4 separate regions of the Zea mays genome follow, and regions 1, 2 and 4 are each linked to region 3. The links are chromatin contacts, called in public Hi-C maps. All regions are on one chromosome and are shown on one strand. Each heading gives the region's core, a stretch centred on a gene start, on an enhancer-like site or on the middle of the called end of the contact. The rest is flanking DNA. Distances are from core to core; before and after follow the strand shown.

What was found. A called contact is a pair of places that touch in the nucleus more often than the background predicts.
Region 1: a Hi-C map of ear shows a contact between it and region 3, with 4 times the contacts expected there. The contact joins the promoter of LOC103639924 here to the promoter of LOC100304296 in region 3. A contact is called at or near these places in 5 of 25 Hi-C or Micro-C datasets (bundle sheath, ear, endosperm and 1 more).
Region 2: a Hi-C map of endosperm shows a contact between it and region 3, with 2.8 times the contacts expected there. The contact joins the promoter of LOC103639955 here to the promoter of LOC100304296 in region 3. A contact is called at or near these places in 6 of 25 Hi-C or Micro-C datasets (ear, endosperm, leaf and 1 more).
Region 4: a contact with region 3 is called in a Hi-C map of leaf, with 6 times the contacts expected there. The contact joins the promoter of LOC542488 here to the promoter of LOC100304296 in region 3. A contact is called at or near these places in 3 of 25 Hi-C or Micro-C datasets (ear and leaf).

Annotation. Positions count from the first base shown.
Region 1 is chr1:157,754,913-157,757,612 of Zm-B73-REFERENCE-NAM-5.0, reverse strand. It overlaps LOC103639924 (heat shock 70 kDa protein 4), which reads right to left and starts at 1,418. Exons shown (of 2, transcript XM_008662604.4): 1 at 1,044-1,418. The coding sequence starts at 1,257. It overlaps LOC111590730 (small nucleolar RNA Z194), which reads right to left and starts at 535; the gene lies at 434-535. It overlaps LOC111590684 (small nucleolar RNA Z195/SNORD33/SNORD32 family), which reads right to left and starts at 369; the gene lies at 288-369.
Region 2 is chr1:157,837,151-157,839,850 of Zm-B73-REFERENCE-NAM-5.0, reverse strand. It overlaps LOC103639955 (pyridine nucleotide-disulfide oxidoreductase domain-containing protein 2), which reads right to left and starts at 1,329. Exons shown (of 7, transcript XR_004855367.1): 1 at 1,058-1,329.
Region 3 is chr1:158,217,022-158,219,721 of Zm-B73-REFERENCE-NAM-5.0, reverse strand. It overlaps LOC100304296, which reads left to right and starts at 1,379. Exons shown (of 4, transcript NM_001361280.1): 1 at 1,379-1,698. The coding sequence starts at 1,423.
Region 4 is chr1:158,675,549-158,678,248 of Zm-B73-REFERENCE-NAM-5.0, reverse strand. It overlaps LOC542488 (rough sheath 2), which reads left to right and starts at 1,450. Exons shown (of 2, transcript NM_001112039.2): 1 at 1,450-2,078.

The DNA.
Region 1 (2,700 bases), core at 169-2,668, 460 kb after region 3:
GATACTATGAAACTGAAAAGAGTCTACAATGAATGCAGATATCTCTAATTTTATGACTTCAATTCTCCCTTCAAAACTATACCACGAATGTTTCTCTGGTAAAGCCAAAGTCATCAATGACAGACATGACCAAAATATCAGAGCAATAAATAGCAGTACAGCTTTTTTAAAAGATGACACTGAAAGCAATGCTTGATGTGCAGTGGTGCCAGCTACAAATATAGTAAAAGCTAGAATGTAAAAGTAGGCAGCGAATAGTTCAGGTAAAAGCAATATGATAAAACAATGAGAGATCAGATGGTGATGCATGATGTTGTCATCATAAAGAATGCAGATATCTCGTGTGGATATAATCTCATCATTTCTCTCATTACTTATCCAAAAGAAAATAGCAAAAACAACAAAAAAAATAGAACAAAAACATTTCATCTGCAGTTTCAGATTGAAAACCACGAAAACTATGAGAACATAGCTTTCCATCACTGGCATAAGTGGATTTAAGCGCTTGGGGTAATCGTTTCATCATCAATCTGCCACGTCGAGTGACAAAAAGTACAACAGAACCAGTCGGTGTTTTTAGTAGTGACAAAAACGAAGATATCTAAGACTACGAACAACAGACCGACAACATATCATGGATCTAAAAACACATTTGTATATAATTTTAGTGCCAAGTAATAAAAAATAAGGCACCAGGCTGTAAGGCTACAGAGTCTTAAAAACTAGCGGATCTCGGACCCAAGACTAAATCGGACAAATAGTGATAGATCTCAGCTCAGCGAGAGTAAAAATAACTATGCAACTACTACTACCAGCAACAATCGCCTTCAGATCCAACTGATCTATAAGAAAACAAAGCTGAACTACATGGGATCTGAGCAACTTTTACGACGGGAAGTTAAACAAATCAAATCAAGCACTGACGTAGTGATCCAGCTAACCTGCGGTACATCTACCAGACCAAACAACTAATCACGGTGAACAAAACGGATCTCAGCTAGAGCAGCAGGAGTAAGAAGAACCGAGAACGAGGGCGTGCTCACCAAAGACGGTGTTGATGGGGTTCATGGCGACCTGGTTCTTGGCCGCATCTCCGATGAGGCGCTCGGAGTCGGTGAAGGCGACGTACGAGGGTGTGGTGCGGTTACCCTGGTCGTTGGCGATGATCTCGACACGGTCGTGCTGCCACACACCGACGCAAGAGTAGGTCGTGCCGAGATCGATGCCGATTGCCGGCCCATCACCCTTGCCGGCCATCTCTTCTCGCTCTCAGCAGAGGTGGCGGAGGACGGGAGGGGATTGGCGGTGGCGGAGAACGGGAGGGGATTGGCGGCGGCGGGAGAAGTAACAGAGGACTAGGGTTTCGAGAGGGAGTGGGACGAATGCGGGGAAGTGACATTTTATAGGGAGCAAAGAGCGCGTCAGCGGGTGGGCTGTGGTGTTCTAGAATGTTCCTGAACGCATCGAGAAAAAATCCAAGCCGTTGAGATGTGATCGTGCAGCCCAGGGCGTGTGGCGGAGGCCTTTCCGCGGGCGCCATTCGGCTTAGCCAGTTCAAACGGCTCTTTTTCCTTTCTGGGTTGCTTAAACCGATTCGTAAAAAAAAACGTCCGCCGACGGTAACAGTAAACCGGCTGTTTAGGGTAAAATCGACCTGTTTGTCCAGAATAAATTAATTTTTTTACGGATTTACTGCTGCAAAAACCGCTAATAACCGTTCGAAACCATCGGTTTTCCACCAAAATGAACCGATTTTTTATATCCTTTACAGAAAAATGACATGATTTATTTATAATTTGCTCAATACATGTTCAATAATTTATATTAATTGATTCACATAATATATGTTTACCAAAATAACATACGACATATATATAACATCAGAAACTTCAATTCTCATGTAACAATCAATCATCGGATTGTGCAATACTCAAATACAAGTTCTTTTAGAGTTCTCCTACAACACATATGTCGATATGTTTCACAATACTAACGTATTCAGCTCGAGTCATAATGATAGTACTAAGGCATGTGTGGAATGATCGTGTTATGGGCTCATTCCGTATACATAGTACTATTGCAACACCACGTCCAATCTCTGGACCGGCGGTACTTACTCCTGTCATCTCTCTAAGATCATATATCGTCCCCACAGACCAACACGAGTCTATTGGGCGCACTTTGTCCTCATTCATGCGCACCCGAGAAAACTTCTCGGTCGGTCAACCTCCCAAATTGCTCCAAGCCAAGCACGCTTAACTTGGAGGTTCTTTCGAAATAGGCTTCCGAAAAAAAGATGCACTTTGTTGGTATGGATACTCTATTAATTCTATTAAACCTTGGCCAGGATATCACAATCCCAGGGGCCAGAACATCACCATCCACCCCCTTATAAGACAGACGTCCTCGTCGGTCAATCCCAATCCAGGAACCTCCCCTCTTACCACGTCTGTGTGTCTAGTGTCGTCATATGACATGTCATGTGATCACTCCGGACCCACATGCGCCATATACCCGAACCCCCTAGCCCACACACGCCCGTGAAACCGCGAGGGTCAGCTCTGATACCACTTGTAACACCCTGTTCAATCCTTGGACCGACGATACTTACTCTTGGCATCTCTCTAGAATCATATATCGTCCCCACAGACCAACACGAGTCTTTTGGGCGCACTTTGTCCTGACTCATGCGCACCCAAG
Region 2 (2,700 bases), core at 80-2,579, 380 kb after region 3:
CATGTATAATAATAAAGCCAACATTAATAATAAGACCAGATCATAATTTGTATGTAACATTAATCCCAAAACCAAGTAGAACAATAGCAAGACTACCCAATAACTCATTTGCATGCAAGGTGTAAGATAAAGAAAACTAGGTAACCTATTAAGTCCCGTCTAACAATGAAATCAGGGTGTGAATATAAAAGTAAATATTATTAGGTCAAAAATGTGATCAAGGACCCAACTTGCCTTTTACTTGCGATAACTTGTTGATTAGATCTCTTCAAAAGTCTAGATCTACAGACCACATACACTCGCCTGTCTAAACGTAGCAGTACAAGCATACAGACAAATAATGATTTAAAATTTGAAGCACACCAAACATGAAAACCAAATACGTAAGAGTATTATATGCATCGAGACGAATCCGCGATTTCGAGAACTACTAAAAATGGAGTTCAAACACGAAAGATATAGATTTTCTAAGTTTCTAGATTTATTCTTATACAAAAGTCATGTTCTGTTTTTTTATTTCCCAAAAACCTAGATGGTGGCTTCAATTTTTTTGGAATGTCCAGCGTGCTTTGTGTAAATTTCAAGGCCTTGTTTTAAATACTATTCAACTGATTTGGACAGCGACTTTATTAAGTAAAAAGGCCAGGGGCACTTTATGAAAACAGCCTCGCTATTATAACGTGCGAGTGTTACTGCCCGTTAGATCTTGATATGAGGGATTGGATAAGATGGCCGAACCGGTATGAAGTCTAGACCACCGGATCATCATCTAACGATCCATAACTCACCCCGTAGCTTTACATCAAGATCCAACTATAGACGTCCGATCGGATTTCGATGCATCATATTTAATGACCCGCAAAACGGTATACTCCAATCAGGGTCATTCCTTGGATGTTGCACGTCCTCCCGCCGACCAGTTGTGGCGACGTGCAGAGCCCACGTGGCGAAGGCCATGGTCGTCGAGCACGCAAATGCGCCCCAATATCTGATTCCCAAAGTTGATAGGTTCTAAACGAAGCCTAGTCTATTACGCATCGAATAAGGTACTTCTTACCAGATATAGTGGTGGGAGCAATGTTGCCATGGAGGCCATCGGCTCCACGATGGAGAAAGAATTCCGACGAGCAATCTCTGGTGCTCCACTATGAATTTCCACCAGGCGAGGCCATAATCACCTTCCTCGCGATCTAGTTAAGCCCCATGACCCGACATTGAGACCCCATCGATGGTGTACGAACGAACCAACAATGGCGGCTTCGGTTCTTACTCAGCGACCTGCTCGACGTTCTTCGTTTTTGTGGTCACGACATACTCGAGTGGATGTGCAGGGCGATCTCGGGGGCTCAGGATTTATAACCGAAGCTAAGGACCCAGGCCAGATGAGATTGAGCTGGCAGCAACGGAGTTTGTTACGATTTTTTGAAGTTTGTTGCGATCGCGCATGTGGCTTGTTGCGAGGGAAGGGACGAATCCGATGAATGGGGCCCACATGGAGGTGACAAGAGATACACGTGAACTTGACTGTGAGGGGAGCGTGCGACGAGGCATGGGAGACTAGCCCATGAGCCCCATGGGTCAGCCGTGTGGTAGAAAGAAAAATGAAGGGAATTAGATGGGTCGACGGGTGCTTAATCGGCCCATTTAGCGAAAGAAGAGGGCGATCTGGGCCAAGAGGGATGAGGGCCCGAGAGGCAGGTAAGGTTAGGTACACTTTCTTTTTTATTTCTAGTTTCCTTTTCCTTTTTAAGTTTTATTTTTTTCTAGTTCAAATTTCAAATTCAAGTTAGAATTCAAAATCCATCAAACTGAAATGCACAAGCAAATAAATCTCCATCATGCAATTTATGATTTTATTTATATGATTTATTTAGGCCAATGCTTCAAATATGCAACACATATTGATGATTTAAACATAACACTCTTTTAAAGATATTGTCTTATTGAAAGCATATTATTCATTTTAATATAAAATAGTTTATAATGTATAATATTCAAGAGATACTTTGAAATAAATCGCAACTCATATAAGGATCTTCTCATCTATTTTTTCATATTTTTAGGTTCCAAATTACATCGCTCATTTTAATTGTTCAGACCTAAGTTTGAACCATCTATTATTACCATTCGACCATTTTACATAATTTGTTTTTGAAAATAAAGGAAATTCTTATTAAATGCTTTTTAATTTTTATAATCCTTTGGGGACAATCTTTCCTAAAACCCAAAATAGTATTTTGGGTGTTACAATTTTGCCTCACTAGGCAGCCAATAGCTACTTTTGGGTTGATCTATTTATACCCCTCACCATGGCCTATTATAGGTTGCTAAAGCTTTCCACATCCATATACACCATCAAAGACAAGAGAGATCTCCAAATTCACCCTTTTCTGGGACTTGAGTGCATGTAGTCTCATTTTTTAATCCAATATCAAGAATTGAGCATTATGAGATTGTGTGTGAAAGAAACTTGAGAAACCCTTAAGTACTTTGTGGTGAAATCAAGTTCATGTGAAGCGTTTGTTACCCTTGGAGCCTTGCTTTTATATGTATTAGTGGTTGTTAGTGTATCCCCATGGTGTCCTGCACGAGCAAAAGTTTGTGAGGGCTTGATCTAGTATTAAAAAAAGGAAAAGAGATAATCTAGTGGAGAATGCAAATAGGTCAATTTGGATCCAGCAAGAGTAGACCTTTATTGGG
Region 3 (2,700 bases), core at 130-2,629:
CGTGACACAACGACAGTGGGTCGACGTGCGGTGCGCAGAGCTCAGGGAGAGGGTGTTCGAACACATTGTAAAAATATCTTTAAATAATTCTAAAAAAATTTCTTAACTGGTTTGAATTTTTATTTAGAGATCTATCTGAACAGAAAACCACGTTCTATATCTTTTCACTTAAAACAAAATTTCCCTTTGTTTTCAATAATATAATAAAAATAGAGGATGTCGGCAGAATAGAACAAAGAGCAACAACCAAAATCTAAGCACAGTTTTCACCTTTACATAGCTTTTCATTCATCTTTCTACGCCATGCTCAGCAGAGTATGTATATGATCGTATAAAACACTTTTGATATAACTGCTTTAAGAAGGCTGTTAGCTTGATAAGACTATCTCCAGTAGACTCTCTGTCTTACCTTAGAACATCTTCAACAATAAACTCTAAACTAGAGTCCTAAAATTTGAAATAGAATCGTATTTAGTGTTTAAGGCCTCAAAAGAACTTTTTACTCCAACAGTTAGGCTTTAAATAATGCTATTTATAAAATAAATTATGTTATTAGAAAATAAATGGTTGAAGCTCAAGAGAAAACGAGAATATGACTCCAGTATATAAGGTACTATATTTAGAACCCGAGAGATTGAGCTCTATAATCGTTTGATGGAATTTTATAAAATAGGATCACAGTTAAAAAGTGTGTTTTATGGTTCTTAGCCATATTTAAAATAGTATCCAGTTTAGAGCAACTCCAAGATATTAAATATATAGTTTTATAAAGGTAAATTTAGCTAATATTAGAAGAAAAACGTATCCAATAGACTCTGTAAATGAATCTTCAAATTTAGTGACTCTCTATTTTTGAATAGGCTGCTTCACTCTCCCTTCAATTTATAGGTTTATCGAGTCTCTTGGATTAACCTACAATTTTTCTGTTAAATCGGTTTTAAAGAGTAGCTAAATCAGTAAATTTGACTAAGTTAATCTTTCAGAGTTGCTCTGAGAATCTCTCTTTGAGATGCTTTTATATTTTAAACTTTACTCTATAAATAATATGGTCCACATTATAACTAATTTTTTTTGCATGCAATTGACAGGCCGGTCGCGGTTAGTGGTCGCCGGTGGCTTCGGACCTTCGGTAGGCGTTGGGCGCCGGCCGATGCACCCGCACCGCATCCGTAGGATACGAGCGGCGACCCGGACCGGACGGACGCGAAAATCAGCTGCCGTGGAGGTGCGGGCAACTCCAACGACGCGATCCGGCCCGCCCGCGACGCTGACACGACCGCGGGACCCACCCAATACGACGCCACTACCCCGCTTTTCTCGCACCTATTTACCGCCCCTGCCACTGTCTCCTTTCCCTCTGACTAGTCACCTGTTGGCAGGGTCCGGTTCACGCCGCGGCGGCTCGACTGGACTCCCCTCGTCATGGCCGGCGTCAGCGGCCGCGGGGCCGCGGAGAGGGTGGCCGCCGCCGTGGAGGCGGTGGGATCCGGTGGCTGGGAGTTCCGAAACGCGTACAGGCGCCAGCTGCTCGCGCTGTCGCGGCGGATCCGGCTCCTTGGCCCCTTTGTCGAGGAGCTCCGGGAGGTACCCTGTGTACCCGCGGTGGAACCGGAGCGGGCGCTGGCGGTGCTCGCCGACGCGCTGGAGGAGGCGCTCGACCTGCTCCAGCTCGGCCGCGACGGGAGCAGGATATTCCTGGTACGCGCTTACTTGTTGCTCTCGCCTTCTCTAGTTCCTCATCTATGCTGGATTCCAGATGCTTGGCTGCCTGTGCGACCTTTTAGTATTATTTTTAAGATAAAAAACTGCGCTCTTAAGCTTCACTCACTTTGTATCAAGTGTGCAGATATTTGAATGAAAATCCTGATTTTAAGCTTCCTGTCCTTCCTATTCCATGCTACCGTAGCAGCTATCGTTATTTTACCTGGCGTATACTTTGCTATGGATCCTATTTCAATGAAAAAAATATATCGTTGAGGTTTTAGCTTTAGGTGCGTTCCATTTCAGTATCCAAGATATTCCCCCTTAATCCCTTAATCCCCTCCAATCCCCTCCAATCCCTGATCCTTGGTCACCAAATCAGCCCTTAAGCTTATATGCCAGAGGCCGACTCTGCCCTGTGGACCCACGCACACGTACGAAATACCAACACAAAAAAAAACGTATATGCCACCTTGCTCGAGCCCCGTCCGCTGGATCCGTCCCTGCTTGTACACTTGTTGACACAGTACTGGCTGTGACATATGATCATTCCTTGCTTTTGCGGCCTAGTTTGCTAGGCTTAGCAGACATTTTTTTATTTTATCAGCTTGGTCTTATGGTCAAAGTTTTGATCTTTTGTTGGTGAGCAATTTGTATTGTTTGGCTTTGGTTAGTTCATTAAGAATTTGGGATTAAGTGACAAACTTATCGTCAAGGTTATTAAAGCGATAAAATGTTGAGGCGCTCATGAGAACTTTTTGACTTTAAAACGTTTAAGCGAGCTTTAAAACGTCTTTTTAAACAACATGGACAAAATTGAATATAACTTAATTTCATGTAACAATATAACATGTCCACAACCACACTACCACAAATCCACAATTACATAAGTTCAAGTGCTCAACTAATAGCAACTAGCAAAGCGACAACCACAAATAAAGTGGAATGAAATGTGCAGTAGTCCACAATCACAAACATAGCACAAAAGCAACTAAAGTG
Region 4 (2,700 bases), core at 201-2,700, 460 kb before region 3:
TCAAAGACTTGACCGAGAGGCTAGATTCTCTTGCCCAAACCTAGGACTCAGCCCTGGTCGAATAAGCAAAGATCACTGAGCTCAAAAGCAATTCTTGTCTGTGTCTGAGAAGGCTATAGACAATGAGAGATCCGTTAATAGAGGATTGGTTGCTCGGTTGTACTTAGCCACCAAGGCCAGAAACTCGGCTGATGAAGAGAAACATTAGTAAGTTCCTAAGCGCTTTGGTCTTTTTAATACTTCCTTATGTTTGCCCAAAACCTGGTCCTGCCAAAAACTTGTTCTTGTCAATCAGTTGTGTCAATATGGACGACTTACATCCATGATGTTGAAGAATGTCATGTACCCAAAGTAGTGTGAAGAGTCCGATAAGAAAAATCACCCAACATTAAATAAATAGTGAGATGGAGAGTCTGAATAGCTGATATAAAATTTAGAAGTAAAAATGTATTGATTGCTGACAAAAAAATCGTAAGATATTAAGATCAATAACAATACTATATGTTATTTATTTTTATCTAATTATTATGCTAATAGTAGCTGATATAACCACACACAGTTATTATACTAGTTTGACCTGTGTAACTGTTGGCCACAGAACAGGCTAGCTACTCGTCATGGGCACTCACTCAGGCGTGCCTGTTGAGTAGGAGCAGTAGTAGTAAAAAAGAAGAAGGAAAAAAAAGCGATCTCTAATCCGCGCGGCGCGGGGGCCATGCTGCCGTGATTTGACTCGTGGAAGCCCTCCTCCACGCTCGCTCCCCATCTTTTTCGTCGCTTTCCACGCGCGCTGTGCTCGCTGCCACGACAAGACGCGACGCCGACGACGTACGGCGCCTTTTCCCACCGCCCGCCCGCGCGCCGGCCAGCCCCCCAGAGATGCTGCCATTTCATTTCCCACCCCATCCCATCGATCGTCACTCTACTACTACTAATATTGAAGGAGCGATTAAAGCCAGCTATTAACATTGAAGGAGTAGTAGAAGCTGCAAATTCAACCCAAACGGATAGATTGTATAGGACTGGAATGAGTTTATTTCTTTGAATCTGATTTTTTTGCGTAAAATTTGATTCGGGGCGCGTATCCACCCACCCACGCGCGCACGCCAGAGAGGCCGGAGCCATGTCCGTCCATGTCGCTCGCTCGTCCCATCAATCAACTCTCCAACAGTCTCGCCTCTTCTCTTCTCTTCTCTCTCTCTTTTCTTTAACTTCTCTCTCCTTCCATCCCCCGCTGCCTCTGCGTGCTCAGCCCAGGGCCAGGGCCGGGCAAGCCAGTACTGCGAAGTCAGCTCGCAGCAGAGAAAGCACCCCCGGCCCACCCCCACAACCACGTACTGTATACTGCTGCCACTGCGCCAGCCAGCACGCTCCTCCACCTCCATGTGCATGCTGCAGCTGGAGCTGCATGTGTAGGCGTGGCCGTGTCCCGTCTCTCGTCTCGTGTGGGGGTGCCTGTGCTCATGCCATTGCCATTGCCATTGCCATGCTGCGTGCCGCTGTTGCCCGTGCTTCACCTGCGCTGCGCCCCCCTGCTCCACTCCATCCTAGTAGCTCTACAGCTTCGAGTAGCTCGCTCTCACTCGCGCTCTCTACCGCTCCGGCTCGCTGAGACCCTGACCCTGTGTCCCTGTCTATATATACACGCGCGCCCCCTTTCCGGGCATCCCTTTTCCTCCCGCCCGCGCCCCCGTCTTTTCCTTTCCGCGTGCCCTAATTTCTCGCTGCGCCTTGTCCCCCACACCTCCCTCCCTCCGCCGCTGGTGCTCTCTCCTCCTATACATACAAACACATACACACAAGCTCGCTCGCTCGCTCACGGGCTGTGAGAGAGGCCGTGGAAAGGAATCTTTCAGCTCACACCTCCCTATCCCTCCCTCCCTCCCTCCCTTCTCCTCCTACTGCTACTGCTCGCCAGGTCCCCTCGCTCGCTCGTCGTCTTCAACCTCACACAATTATTTGTGCTCCCGCTCCTTCCGTCCGTCCTTCCTCCCCCCTCCCCTCTCCCGCTCCTGCTGCCTTGCCTCTCAGCCGAGGGACGCCAAGGTCTCTGCCAGGATGGTGTAGGCCGTGCCTCTGTAAGTTCTTCGTTTCCTAGCTTTACTATCAACGCGCACGTATTAGTTCACTCGTTCGTTCGTCTCTGGTTGTGTGGATTATTGGGGAGGAGTAGCAGTAGTGGCAGTCTGATCTGGTTTAGCATGTCTTCTTGCATTCGGGTTGTTTTTTACGGCACCTCCTACATAGTAGCAGTAGCAGTACTGTGGTAGAGATGTTGATTTGTGACAAGGATTGTTCCTCAGTTTCCGGGTCTTTTATTTTACCAGAGGAAGCGCGCGGGTGCAGCCGCTGAATGTGATGTGTCCCCGGTTTTTTTTCTTCTATTTTTCTCTCTCGTTCTTTATTTCGTGGTATGTGCGCGTGAGCAGGAGAATTTCTTTTTTTGAAAGGCGAGCAGCAGGAGATTGTGTCGTCGATTTCGTTCCCAAAAATTTGGCTATTTAGTTCATGTCCTGCGGCCCCCCTATTTATTTCCTCCTGTTCGTCGGCGAGAACCGTCGGTCGTCTGCCTCGTACGTGAATTCTTCTCGTTCGGCTTCAGGTGTGCGGCGGCGGTCCTGAACTCGTTTTGGTCTGTCAGAATAGTTACTAGTTAGTTTGGTGCCATGGTTCTTCAGAAATCTTCCCGGTCGTCAACGC